Regions from separate parts of the Rattus norvegicus genome. Here region 1 is linked to region 2. Evidence: chromatin contacts called from public Hi-C data. All regions are on one chromosome and are shown on one strand. The core of a region is the stretch at or near the end of the contact, and the rest is flanking DNA. Distances in the headings are between cores, read along the strand shown.

Region 1 (7,314 bases), core at 56-2,555, 170 kb after region 2:
AAGGGTCCTACATGCTAGCAAATATGGGCAACACTAACTGGATTTATTGGGTTAATAAAACAAGGAATTTTAAATTAGGAGGGGAGGTGTTGGGGGAATTTGGGTTTCTTGAGGAGAACTGGAGGGGGCAAATGGAAGCATATAGGATTATAGTTTATTGTATGCACGTATGAACTTCTCGAAGAAAAAAAAAAGCCTAGGGGTGTGGCACAGGACTACAATCTCAGCTCTTGGGAGGCAGAGCAACTGAATACCTGTGATCTCAAGGCCAGCTTAGTCTACATAGTGTGTTTCAGGCATCCAGGGATAGTGAGGCCCTGTTGCAAGAAAGTTGAGAAAAAAATACTGTTTACTCTAGCAGATTCTGAATTTGAGTACTTGTTGATGATGCGGATTCCAATCTTAGTTCTTCCAACAAATTAATTCGCTGCACTCTTTGTGTAGCCTGCTCATTCTTTACAAGGATAGGATATTTCTTCTAATTGTTTGAAATGGCTTTGGAGACGGAGAGACTTCAGTTGGAATCTGAACTTCATTTTGTGTTTTGTTTGTCCGTTTTTGAGACAGTGCCCTGCCTTGAAACTTGCTGTATAGCCTAGGGTGACCTCGGACTGATTCTCCTACCTCCAACCCCTAAATTGGAGGATTAGGATTAGGAGTATGTGTCAGCTTGAGTTTTCGCTTGGTAATGATTAAATTGGCGATAATATCGATAAATAACTGCAATATAGATTTCCCTGTATGAGATTAAATTGGCCCCTGCAAGCATCACCATATTTGATCACTCTTTCTATTGCTACTACAGTGTGAGATCGGAAAAGCTATGCGACCTTTCTGTGCCTCTGTATTTTTACGAGGGAAAATAAACAACGATACATTCTTCGTGAGTTCTTGTGATCATTAAATGCAACGAATAAAGAAGGTATAGTAAGCCAGAACAATGCCTGGTATCTAGGAGGCTAAATATGTGGTCTGATGTCATTAGTATTATATTTCTACTATTACGCTGTGGTCAAGATGCTCAGGATAAACAGTTTGTTCTAAAGACAAAAGCAAAACCAAGGTAGGCAATCTGCAAACAATGGAACCGAATGGAGCTGTGCTTTTCTCCAAATGCAACTGACACGCCCCGCACTTGGGTTGGATCCGCCCAGTCCTCATTAAATATGGCTGCAAGCCTGGCTACCCTATTGCGGTTGCGCATGCCGAAGCTCCTCCCAGCAGCAGCTTCTTGGCCGCGTTTTCCCCCCGGGCTGGGCCGAGGTGCCTGGAGAGGGCCCTCCGTGGCGCGCATGCGCAGACTCCGTCTTGGCAGAGCTAATACTCCAAGGCGCCTGTCACATGAGCCTCGCTCCCGCTCCGCTCCCCCTCCTCCCGGCTGGGCTGTGTGAATGAAGCTCCGCCGGCTACGTGGGGCGCTAGCTCTACTCGCCGTGTGGAACGCCAGAGCCGACTGAGCGCGCTGCCCACCGCCGGTGGACACGGGCTCCGCGGCGCTGGACCCCGGTGACAGGTAAAGGCAAACGGGCTTTCCTTCCCCAACACGTCCTTCCCAGGTCGCCGGCCGCCGGCCCACCCGAGGAGCCCCCCTGGTACAACGAGCAGGGAAGAGCGCTCGTCTGCCACCGCGGTCCCCGGAGCTGGCGTTCCCTGCCCGGCCGCCACCGAAGGAGGTGGACAGGCTGGTTCCTGCCAGAGCGGGGCGGCATCTCCTCGGCAGCCCAGCCCAGTTCTGGGATCAGGGTCCCCAGGCTGCCGATCGAAGTTTCCTTGCCAAGCGGCGCCAAGCCCGCCCAGCTTTGAAAGCTGGGAGCTTGGCTGCCCGCGTCGCTTCTCCAGAAGACAGGGCTGGGGCGGCGTTCGCTGGGAAAGCGCAGCAGAGGCCAGGTTCTGCTCGCTCCTGCTTTGGACCTGCCACAGGTTTCGAGGGGTTCTTAGTGAGGTGCAGTCCAGAGGGCCTGGGCGAAGAAGTTGGTCTGCGTTTTCCCCCTTTGCCGCCCAATGCGCTTAGCTGCTGCTTCCAGACATTGGAGCCCCGCGTTCCAGCGCCTTTACTAGTAATGGAAAGAAAGCTTTAGCTTAACTTTGACGCGCTTTTTACCTTTAGGAACGTTTCAGAACGAAACAGTTGCCTGAAGTTGGACGTGTGTCGGTGTGATAACGTCAGTGGAAGTTGCACCGAGTAAATGAGGGGAAAGCCAGAAGGTGAAGCATTAAAAGCCAGGGAGATTCTGCTTTACACATACTTCATAAATCTATTAGTAATTTCCCGGGTTTAATTTCAGAGCTGTTAAATTTCCCCTTGTTCCACGACGCACTGCACTGATCAGTACTTCTGTAACAGTAAGCAAAATGGGGTGGGGGGCAAACTTAAACTGTGCCATGTTTCAGATAACTCACTTTTTCCTGGGGGAATTCATCCTCAGAGTTTAAGTTTTTTAAGCACTCTTTTTCTTGGATTTCAGGAGCCTTTCCCCATCCAAAGCCAGATCTTTGTTGGAGTTTTGAGGACTGGTGCACACATGAACCTTTTTGTTCTTTAAAGAAAAAGAGGTCACTAAAGAGGGCCAACACTCTTCTCAAACTAGTATTAGCCTTGAGCGTTAGGGCTTTAGCTTTTCCACTTCACAGTTGCACACGTTGGTTCTGTAAAAATCAATAGAAATAGAAATTCGCCTCAGGCCAAAAAGGTGAGGGCCTTTCTAGAAAAAATGCAAATTAGCTTTTATGCTATAAAGTATTTAAAAACTTGTTTAAATGGACAAAGTGCTTAATGTATGAAACTTACACACCAAACTAAGGCCAGTAGTCACACCTGTTAGTTTTTTCCTTTGCTTTCTAACTCCTTTCATATAACTGGAAACAGCATTAAGATTGAATTTAAAGATTCAAATTTTATCAGTATGGTTTCGCGTGTATGCATGTGCTTGTGGGTGGGGGCGCAGTTTTCCATAGTCAGTTCTTTCTTTCCATTTCTACTTGGAGTCCAGGGACTGAACTTAGGCTGGGACACCAAGCTCTTTTTAACGGAGATGCTTTCTCAACAGCTTTGAATTTGAAAATGTATTACCGGGAGTTAGCTAAGTTACTTTGATTGTATTAATATTAATATTCTAGTTGTATGTTCTTCTTTGTCCTTGACTCATTCCCTCACTATACAAACAATATAATATGTTCACTATAGGAATTTTGCAAAGCGAGGAAAATACAAAATAAAGGGGAAAGGAAGACCCACCTCCCCATGGGTGTCATCAGTTCTTACTTTTTATTACACTCCCTTTTTTATATGTAAGATTTATTTTAACACTTTATTCACAGAGTCTGTTCTCTTTTCTACTGATGTCTTCATGTAACCCTGAATCTTCATGGGCAGAAGAAGAATTCATTCACCGGAGTGTGGAACTTTAAGATACAAAGCACAATGGCTATCACAATTTATCTCAACCAACCCCTTACTCATCCCTTAATGAGTGTCCAGCCTCATTTACTGAAGTCCCAGATTCATACAGAACCCTACAGCAGTGAATGACAGTGTTAACTGGTGATAGATCTGTACTCTCGCACCAGCAATACTGCCGTGAAGGGGTGAGGGGAACTTGACACTGTGTATGGTGTCTTTCAAAGAGAGGTTCAGAGGGGCTCAGGGTCTCATTTTCAAGAATTTGAAATTCTTTGTCTTCTTTGGTGATTTTCATTCTTCTGTTTTACATTTTCAGGTTTGGGGCCTTAGAATCTTGCAGAAAGCAGAACCACACAGTTGCATCTCCACTTATACCCTCCTTTAAGTCCCCCTCCAAAACTGGGGGTGCCTCTGGAAAGCTCTGAGCCTGTTACCTAGCTTGGGAGAAGATAGGTACAAGATGGCCATGTGGCAGGGTAAGAAATTAACACTTATTCCTCTAACTGGTTTTTCCTCCTGCTGTCTTCCACCCCCACCGCACCCCCAGAGCTATGACTGCCAGCCAGCTGTTTCTTTAATTTAACCCTTTCTTTACTAGGACAATGCACATTTATGTAAGAGAAGCTGTTGTTAGCTCGAATATTCATATGATTCTAAAGTGGATGTTAATGGCGAATCAGACAAATATTATACCAGAAGCATTGAAAAGAATTTCCTTCAATTAAACATGTATTCCTGGGGATTATATGGAAGGAGAGATACATTTTTCCCAATTTGTGGTTTTCATTTATTTCAAGCAAATTTGTATTGTAAGATTCTTGAAAGTAGGGGGAGACACACTTAGTTGCCTCTCAAGCTTCCTCTTCTTAATGAAGACATCTTTTGGGTTTTGGCAGTTGAAAGGCTCATTGAATCTTATGTTTATATTTTGGTGGCAGAAGGAAGATACTGATTTTCATATTATAACGTACCCAAGAGCCAAGCTCAACAATGTTTTCGGTGATAAATTATATCTCTTGTTGTGGATTCTATCTCATGCAAAGTTGTTATTTTTAGTGAGGTTGGGCGTCAGTCTTCAGAATGTTCCGGATTTTTATTAGAATCCAATCTTATGATGACCACAGAAGAAATGTGGGTTTAAGAATTAATTGATAGAAACTACGGAACTGTGTCTGTGACGCACAAAAGGTTCAGGACCACTTATACGAAATAGAGTAAAAAAAAAATAGCTTCAATGTCTGTGAATGTTCAGAAGCCAGAGATGCCTGTGGGGTTAATGAGTCTTTTCAAAATATTCTCTTGAGTTCGTGATTTAAAACACGCACATACCCAAACGTTACACAGTTTTGATATACCTGGATGGACAGTTTAAATGGGATTTGGATTGTATGCTGGCTTTGATGGGTATTTATCATAAACAGTGAGAAGGCTCAGTGGGTAGAGGTGTTTGCTACCAAGACAGACATCTTGAGTTCTGTCCCCGAGGTCCATGTGATGGAAGGAGGCAACAGATTCTCATGAATTGTTCTCTGGCCTCCTCATCTATGACATGTGGCGCGCGCGCGCGCGTGTGTGTGTGTGTATTCGTGCAGTTAAATCCTAAGAAATTCTTTTCATTCACCAAACAGAATAGAGACAGGAGTAAAGCGGAGAAGCTTGGCGGGTTCCTTATGATCTGGGAAAGACAGACTTATGAATAAACTGTGTCACATTAAGTATTACCATAGGGAGAGGTGTAAAATGAGATGCAAGCCTAGAGAAAAAGCATGGTGAACTTTGAGGTTTGAGCTGCTCTAAAAGTGAGTAGGAGTTGGCCATATGGATACGTGAGGGAATCGCGTTCTAGGCAGACAACGTGGCACTGTTCAGGAACTTCAGCTTGCTTTGTTTGCCTGGTGTGAGAGGAATCAAGGAAGGGAGTTGGAGGCCAGAAAATAAAGGACCCTATATGTTCTAGGAAGGCTTTTTATACTCTATCCTGGAGACAAAGGTTCTAAACAGGGAAGTAACTTAAGCAGATTTGGTTTCAGAAAGATTACTTTGGCCGCAGTGCTGAGCTGAGGTGGTGTTTGAGACCGTAAAAGGCTGCACTCATTACTTTTCTGAAGTAGTGGTTAAGGGGACAGATAGCGAGGGTCTGGGAAGAGAAGCAAGGGCAAAGAGGTTGGAAAGAATGTGGTGAGCTCCTGCATGCTGTATGACGGGACTGAAGAACTGACCCTGGACTGACGGCCAGCTTGGGTATGGGAGCTAGAGGTGTCGTTCTCTGAGATGGGAAACATGAGAGGTGGCCGAAGGGGATGCTAGACGCCACTGTGCTAAACTTTTGACCTCCTTGGCTCCTTTTGATTCCTTTGGGCTGTCAGGTTGATGTTTCAAAGGCATTTTTGAAAAAGGATCCAGCCTGGAGTGCGTGCGGGTGGCGACTGACTGATTTGTTCCTGGTGATGCGCAGGAAGTTTGTCGTTTTCCTCTACAGTTGTGCTGATGGTTGTTAACGATGTCTTATTTGACTGTAAAATAGTGCCATGTTTAACGATTAACAATTATTCATAAATAAAATGCCCTATTTTCTTAGCAACATATCTTATGACCTGAGGCTCTGCAGTGTGCTCTGCTTAACTTTACATGGACGGAAACCTCATTTGGTTGGTTGCTTGTTAAGAGGGAAGTGTTCTACATAATTGAGCACTTAGGATCACTGTAGTTTATTGGCTGGTTTGGGGCAACTTTTAAGGGGAAAATGGTAGTTTTAAAGTGAGCCACGTGAATCTGGATTGAAGTCCTGGCTCTATCTATCACTCGTTAGCTGTGCGACTTTGGACAGTTTGAGCCGTCTGTGATTCATGGTCTCCACTGTAAAATGAGCATGAGAAAAGAACTCACTGTATAGGCTTGTGAAGATGAACTGAGTTATATGTGAAGCACTTAATACTATATTAAAATCATGAGACACTTAGAATTTAATTTAGTGTGTAAAAGTATTCATAATTTAGTAATGTAATAGCAATGACTACTATCACCTGCTATTACTATTGTTTTTTTTTTTTTTTACTGGAAACACTGTAATTTTATTTATTTATTTATTTATTTTTTATTAACTTGAGTATTTCTTATATACGTTTTTTTTTCTTTTTTCTTTTTTTCGGAGCTGGGGACCGAACCCAGGGCCTTGCGCTTGCTAGGCAAGCGCTCTACCGCTGAGCTAAATCCCCAGCCCCATTATTGTTTTACCTTAGTTGTCTCTGGCCATATAATAGTCTGTGTGGCTCTAAAGGTAAAGGTTTACATCGGAAGAGATTCTTAGGAAACAAGTAACTCCATCATAGAGTCTAGCATGCCCAAGGTCGGCTAGGTATTGGTTGAATGAATGACAGGACTTGAATTCAGTCTAAGGATTCTTTATTCCATTGTTCTTTTCCTGGGTTTATGGAAGAGGGAATGTGTGAGTCTGTCCTCAGTTCAAGGAAGCTTTTGCATTAATTTCTGGAGGCAATTAGTTGGGAAATTTTAAGAGTTAAAAACCTCAAATCCGAGCGCTTGCCTAGGAAGCGCAAGGCCCTGGGTTCGGTCCCCAGCTCCGAAAAACAAAAAACAAAAAACAAAAAACAAAAGAACCAAAAAAAAAAAAACCTCAAATCCTCCTGGGTTGGTTTTTTTTTGGGGGGGGGGTCATTGTTGACCGATTCTTCATTGAACATCTGATCAGAATTCATGTACCTCTTCAACATGGTCAGTGTTACTATTTTGAACTCACTCAATGGAATCCTCTAATACATAGTCTGGCTACTTTAAACAGAATATACAGAGGGTGCATTCATATTTCTGATAACTGAAACTCAGTATTAAAAACATCAGAGGGTTTTGGTCTAATGATTAAGAAAACACCAAAGAGGAGAGTAGCTAGTTTGAAG
Region 2 (6,918 bases), core at 4,199-6,698:
TCCTTTGTTCTAGGGATCTAGGGTAATTCAAGCATTTGGGCTAATAGCCACTTATCAATGAGTGCATACCATGTATGTCTTTCTGTGAGTGGGTTAGCTCACTCAGGATGATATTTTCCAGTTCCAACCATTTGCCTACAAATTTCATAAACTCGTTGTTTTTGATAGCTGAGTAATATTCCATTGTGTAGATGTACCACATTTTCTGTATCCATTCCTCTGTTGAAGGGCATCTGGGTTCTTTCCAGCTTCTGGCTATTATAAATAAGGCTGCGATGAACATAGTGGAGCACGTGTCTCTTTTATATGTTGAGGCATCTTTTGGGTATATGCCCAAGAGAGGTATGGCTGGATCCTCAGGCAGTTCAATGTCCAATTTTCTGAGGAACCTCCAGACTGATTTCCAGAATGGTTTTACCAGTCTGCAATCCCACCAACAATGGAGGAGTGTTCCTCTTTCTCCACATCCTCGCCAGCATCTGCTGTCACCTGAGTTTTTGATCTTAGCCATTCTCACTGGTGTGAGGTGAAATCTCAGGGTTGTTTTGATTTGCATTTCCCTTATGACTAAAGATGTTGAACATTTCTTTAGGTGTTTCTCAGCCATTCGGCATTCCTCAGCTGTGAATTCTTTGTTCAGCTCTGAACCCCATTTTTTAATAGGGTTATTTGTTTCCCTGCGGTCTAACTTCTTGAGTTCTTTGTATATTTTGGATATAAGGCCTCTATCTGTTGTAGGATTGGTAAAGATCTTTTCCCAATCTGTTGGTTGCCGTTTTGTCCTAACCACAGTGTCCTTTGCCTTACAGAAGCTTTGCAGTTTTATGAGATCCCATTTGTCGATTCTTGATCTTAGAGCATAAGCCATTGGTGTTTTGTTCAGGAAATTTTTTCCAGTGCCCATGTGTTCCAGATGCTTCCCTAGTTTTTCTTCTATTAGTTTGAGTGTGTCTGGTTTGATGTGGAGGTCCTTGATCCACTTGGACTTAAGCTTTGTACAGGGTGATAAGCATGGATCGATCTGCATTCTTCTACATGTTGCCCTCCAGTTGAACCAGCACCATTTGCTGAAAATGCTATCTTTTTTCCATTGGATGGTTTTGGCTCCTTTGTCAAAAATCAAGTGACCATAGGTGTGTGGGTTCATTTCTGGGTCTTCAATTCTATTCCATTGGTCTATCTGTCTGTCTCTGTACCAATACCATGCAGTTTTTATCACTATTGCTCTGTAATACTGCTTGAGTTCAGGGATAGTGATTCCCCCTGAAGTCCTCTTATTGTTGAGGATAGCTTTAGCTATCCTGGGTTTTTTGTTATTCCAGATGAATTTGCAAATTGTTCTGTCTAACTCTTTGAAGAATTGGATTGGTATTTTGATGGGGATTGCATTGAATCTGTAGATTGCTTTTGGTAAAATGGCCATTTTTACTATATTAATCCTGCCAATCCATGAGCATGGGAGATCTTTCCATCTTCTTAGGTCTTCTTCAATTTCTTTCCTCAGTGTCCTGAAGTTCTTATTGTACAGATCTTTTACTTGCTTGGTTAAAGTCACACCGAGGTACTTTATATTATTTGGGTCTATTATGAAGGGTGTCGTTTCCCTAATTTCTTTCTCGGCTTGTTTCTCTTTTGTATAGAGGAAGGCAACTGATTTGTTTGAGTTAATTTTATACCCAGCCACTTTGCTGAAGTTGTTTATCAGCTTTAGTAGTTCTCTGGTGGAACTTTTGGGATCACTTAAATATACTATCATGTCGTCTGCAAATAGTGATATTTTGACCTCTTCTTTTCCGATCTGTATCCCCTTGATCTCCTTTTGTTGTCTGATTGCTCTGGCTAGAACTTCAAGAACTATATTGAATAAGTAGGGAGAGAGTGGGCAGCCTTGTCTAGTCCCTGATTTTAGTGGGATTGCTTCAAGTTTCTCTCCATTTAGTTTAATGTTAGCAACTGGTTTGCTGTATATGGCTTTTACTATGTTTAGGTATGGGCCTTGAATACCTATTCTTTCCAGGACTTTTATCATGAAGGGGTGTTGAATTTTGTCAAATGCTTTCTCAGCATCTAATGAAATGATCATGTGGTTCTGTTCTTTCAGTTTGTTTATATGATGGATCACGTTGATGGTTTTCCTTATATTAAACCATCTCTGCATGCCTGGGATGAAGCCTACTTGATCATGGTGGATGATTGTTTTGATGTGCTCTTGAATTCGGTTTGCCAGAATTTTATTGAGTATTTTTGCGTCGATATTCATAAGGGAAATTGGTCTGAAGTTCTCTTTCTTTGTTGGGTCTTTGTGTGGTTTAGGTATAAGAGTAATTGTGGCTTCATAGAAGGAATTCGGTAGGGCTCCATCTGTTTCAATTTTGTGGAATAGTTTGGATAATATTGGTATAAGGTCTTCTATGAAGGTTTGATAGAATTCTGCACTAAACCCGTCTGGACCTGGGCTCTTTTTGGTTGGGAGACCTTTAATGACTGCTTCTATTTCCTTAGGAGTTATGGGGTTGTTTAACTGGTTTATCTGTTCCTGATTTAACTTCGATACCTGGTATCTGTCTAGGAAATTGTCCATTTCCTGAAGATTTTCAAATTTTGTTGAATATAGGTTTTTATAGTAAGATCTGATGATTTTTTGAATTTCCTCTGAATCTGTAGTTATGTCTCCCTTTTCATTTCTGATTTTGTTAATTTGGACGCACTCTCTGTGTCCTCTCGTTAGTCTGGCTAAGGGTTTATCTATCTTGTTGATTTTCTCAAAGAACCAACTTTTGGTTCTGTTGATTCTTTCTATGGTCCTTTTTGTTTCTACTTGGTTGATTTCAGCTCTGAGTTTGATTATTTCCTGCCTTCTACTCCTCCTGGGTGTATTTGCTTCTTTTTGTTCTAGAGCTTTTAGGTGTGCTGTCAAGCTGCTGACATATGCTCTTTCCTGTTTCTTTCTGCAGGCACTCAGCGCTATGAGTTTTCCTCTTAGCACAGCTTTCATTGTGTCCCATAAGTTTGGGTATGTTGTACCTTCATTTTCATTAAATTCTAAAAAGTTTTTAATTTCTTTCTTTATTTGTTCCTTGACCAGGTTATCATTGAGTAGAGCATTGTTCAATTTCCACGTATATGTGGGCATTCTTCCCTTATTGTTATTGAAGACCAGTTTTAGGCCGTGGTGGTCCGATAGCACGCATGGGATTATTTCTATCTTTCTGTACCTGTTGAGGCCCGTTTTTTGACCAATTATATGGTCAATTTTGGAGAAAGTACCATGAGGAGCTGAGAAGAAGGTATATCCTTTTGCTTTAGGATAGAATGTTCTATAAATATCCGTTAAGTCCATTTGGCTCATGACTTCTCTTAGTCTGTCTACATCTCTGTTTAATTTCTGTTTCCATGATCTGTCCATTGATGAGAGTGGGGTGTTGAAATCTCCCACTATTATTGTGTGAGGTGCAATGTGTGTTTTGAGCTTTAGTAAGGTTTCTTTTACATATGTAGGTGCCCTTGTATTCGGGGCATAGATATTTAGGATTGAGAGTTCATCTTGGTGGATTTTTCCTTTGATGAATATGAAGTGTCCTTCCTTATCTTTTTTGATGACTTTTAGTTGAAAATTGATTTTATTTGATATTAGAATGGCTACTCCAGCTTGCTTCTTCTGACCATTTGCTTGGAAAATTGATAAAATATGTCTTAAAAGCTATCTAAAAATCTAAGGAGTGCTGCTTACTGGCTTGCTCATCATGGCTTACTCACCCTGCTTTCTTTCAGCACCCAGAACCACAAGGTCAGGGATGGCCATACCCACAATGAGCAAAACCTAGGTTTTGCTCATTTTGATTTTCTAAGACCTTGAGACTGTTCTGATTTTATAATGTAAACATTCATAAATATAATTTTTTCTCTTGTGACTCTCTTAGCTGTATCCTAGAAGTTCTGATAAGTTGCACTTTCATATTCATTTGATTCTAGATAATTAAAAAACTTCCTCCCTGATTCCTTCAACGACCCACCCCCTTATTGCTTGAATTCTTTTTCTACCGCAGTGATTTGTAAAACCCCAAAGCTTCCAATACAGGAACAGGAAATACAACATAGGCGAAGACTACCGAGGATCTTTTATGCAAATTAGTATGGCTGTCTCTGTTAGAGCTCTGCTAGACTCCTACTATACTCTGAGTCAACAAACAATTACAGCATCCAAATGACAGTGTAAATAGTCAAGTCTTCCCTTTCTTTATTAAGGTTTATATTTATTATTTCTAATTAAGTGATGTGTGTCTGTCTGTCTGTCTATCTGTCTGTCTGTCTGTATGCATTCATATGTGGATACGTGAATGTACTGCCTGAGGAGGCCAGAGGATGTAGATCCCCTGGGGGTGTAGTTACAAGCAGCTGTGTGCTGTGTCACGTAGGTGACTGAAGTTGGTTCCTCCAGAAGACATAGTCTTAACTCCTGAGCCATCTCTCCAGCCCTCCTTCCTTTTCTTAAACATACATTCTGAGACACTTATAAAATCAAGGTGAAACATAAACATGTTTTTGGTATTAAAAGCACTTTGTTTCTCTTCTCTCTTCCTCCTCCTACCCCCTTCCTACTTTTCAGTTCCAACTTTTCAGTTGTTAAAAGCATCATCTACATTGTACAGACAATCACCTTCTCTCCTTCCCTGCAGACATAAGGGAGCAGAGAAGTCAACCAAAGGGAAACGTCAAGAAAGGCCTGGGTGCTCTGAAGTAGAGCTGTTTTTCTCACAAGAACTGACCTTCCAGAGAACAAATATTAAACCATCATTCTTCTTCCTCCTTGTGCCATGACATCATCTAAAGCACATGAATAACAAGTACCCCCTTGCTTTGTTCTTACAACCGGAAACCAAACTGTGACTTTTCTCGCACCGAGTTAGCACATGTATTAACACTGACAAATCAAAAGCTTGACTTGTTCAGGGAAAGCAGTTTTGGCCGTGAATCATTCTTCTGCTTATAAAGGAACAAAATTTCTTTTCTCTTTACATTTTTTTCCAGATTGGTGGGTGGAGGGAGCCTGCTGTTTTGCCTGGGCTGGTCTGAAATTATTTCCTGTATTTGTGCCTTTTTCCTGCCTCAACCCCCTAAGTAGCACATACCCGGTTCATGTTCATTAAATCTAACACCCCAGGGAAGGCCTGGTCTGGTGACAGTAAGTGTAGCCGTCTCAGCCAAGCAGGATGCCTGGATTGCACAGCCCACTTACTTTCTCCACTGCTTCTAAATCAGAGCCCACAGATACAGTTATTCATTGAGGTTTTGGGTTTTTTGAGATCTCGTCTCACATAGCTCAGAGTCTCATGTAGCCTCAAACTCTTGATGTAGCCAAGGATTACGATCCTCCTACCTTCCAAGTACTGGGATTATGGACACAGCACCATGCTGGGGAGCAAAGCCAGGGCTTCCTGCATGCTAGGCAAGCATTGTATCAAATGACCGACACCCCAACCCCTTCACTGGGCTTTCTATCTTTAGCCTTAGTCTGCGAGGCATGAAGAAAATGTCATCTTGGGATATGTATGCATTTGTAGTGATTCCACATGAAATCCTGAATACACAGCCTGATGTCATTACCACTGAGACACCCCCAAAGATGTCTCGGGATCTTGTGGCTGTGATGTTACGTGGAAGCAGAGGTAATTAAGTTGAGATTACTCCAGATTTACAGTGAGCCTAAAACTCAATGAGTGGTGCCCTTGTGGGAGAAAGGAGAGAGATGTTTAAGACAGAAGAGAACGCCATCAGAGAGGGCGGTGGAGAGTCAGAACAGTGTAGCCCCAAGCCCAGGAACAGGTGGAGCCACAAGAATGTGGGAGAAGCAGGCTAGGGCTTTTGTTCCTCAAGCCTTAAGAGGGAGCATGGGTCTAGCAACAGCCTTATTTAGGATCTCTGGTTTCCAGAGCTAGGAAAGAATAAGTATGCATTGTACTAAATCACCACCATTATGGTGAATTGTTAGGGTAGCCACAGGAAACTAATACATGGCCTGAAGGGAGGGTGATTATTCATGTACTGGCATGGCCAGAGAAACTAGCATGCATGTTTGCCAGTACATTTCCATCTGCTGTGCCGAGAGCCAGGGGCCCTCCCCAGGAGCCATCTGCTCTCCCTGCCTGATTCCAGGCAGAGTTGGCACCTATACATAGATGGTGGCACGCTCTGCTCAGGTTGGGCACTATGGAGTTTCTGACTGGGCTGCTTTACAAAGGGGACAAATTGTGCTCCTCTTCACATGCAGGTGGGACAAACACACAGCCTTATAACGGTTGCCCAGAAAGCTCTGGCTCTAAGCCCAATGGCAGCTGTGGCAACTGTGTTTCCCTGGGAACACAAATGACTAGTTACCACAGTGCTAAGCAGTAATTCACAACTTTTTCCTGTTTTTTTAACTTTAAAATGTTCGTTAAAATTGCTTTTGATGAAATTGGGGTCAATGCTGTATATTACACTGGCAAGAATAACGATATTCCCCCCCACCCCGTGTGTGTGTGTGTGTGTGTGTGTGTGTTTATGTCCCCCTACCTTCCAGAATTCACAGAAGCAAGTGGAAAGCAAAAATTGTAATGCTAAGTCCAACTGTTTTGAGGGGAAGACAGTAAGTAGAAAGCCTCCTGGTTCCCACGGATAGCCCTGTGTCTCCACCTGCAGGTGTCCTGTGTATACATCAGGGGAAATCCAACCTCTGTCCCTGCAAGGGACACTCCTTGTCACTGGGATGCAATTATTTGAAAACTCTAACATCTGGAAGGGCTGAAGTATTTAGTGGGACTATGGTAATAGTCTGGATGGTCCTGAGGCTGAAATCAACCAGGAGGTGACCGGGCTTTTAATCCTGCCATAGTCATGGCTACTCCCCAGAGGTGAGCGAAAACTGTGGGTTTTCGCTTG

The links. A called contact is a pair of places that touch in the nucleus more often than the background predicts.
Region 1: a contact with region 2 is called in a Hi-C map of Schwann cells, with 3 times the contacts expected there. The contact joins the promoter of Clcn5 here to the enhancer-like site in region 2. A contact is called at or near these places in 2 of 12 Hi-C or Micro-C datasets (the Rat2 cell line and Schwann cells).

Annotation. Positions count from the first base shown.
Region 1 is chrX:17,855,955-17,863,268 of GRCr8, forward strand. Clcn5 (chloride voltage-gated channel 5) reads left to right here and starts at 1,306. Exons shown (of 14, transcript NM_001414393.1): 1 at 1,306-1,513; 2 at 3,717-3,876. The coding sequence starts at 3,861.
Region 2 is chrX:17,686,128-17,693,045 of GRCr8, forward strand. No RefSeq gene overlaps it. Among named protein-coding and RNA genes, the nearest start is that of Fusl1, 80 kb to the right of the region's middle. Within about 2 kb of position 5,449, at least 13 of the 93 cell types and tissues checked have an H3K27ac peak or open chromatin away from gene starts, as enhancers often do. A contact at or near this core is called in Schwann cells, where this site is marked.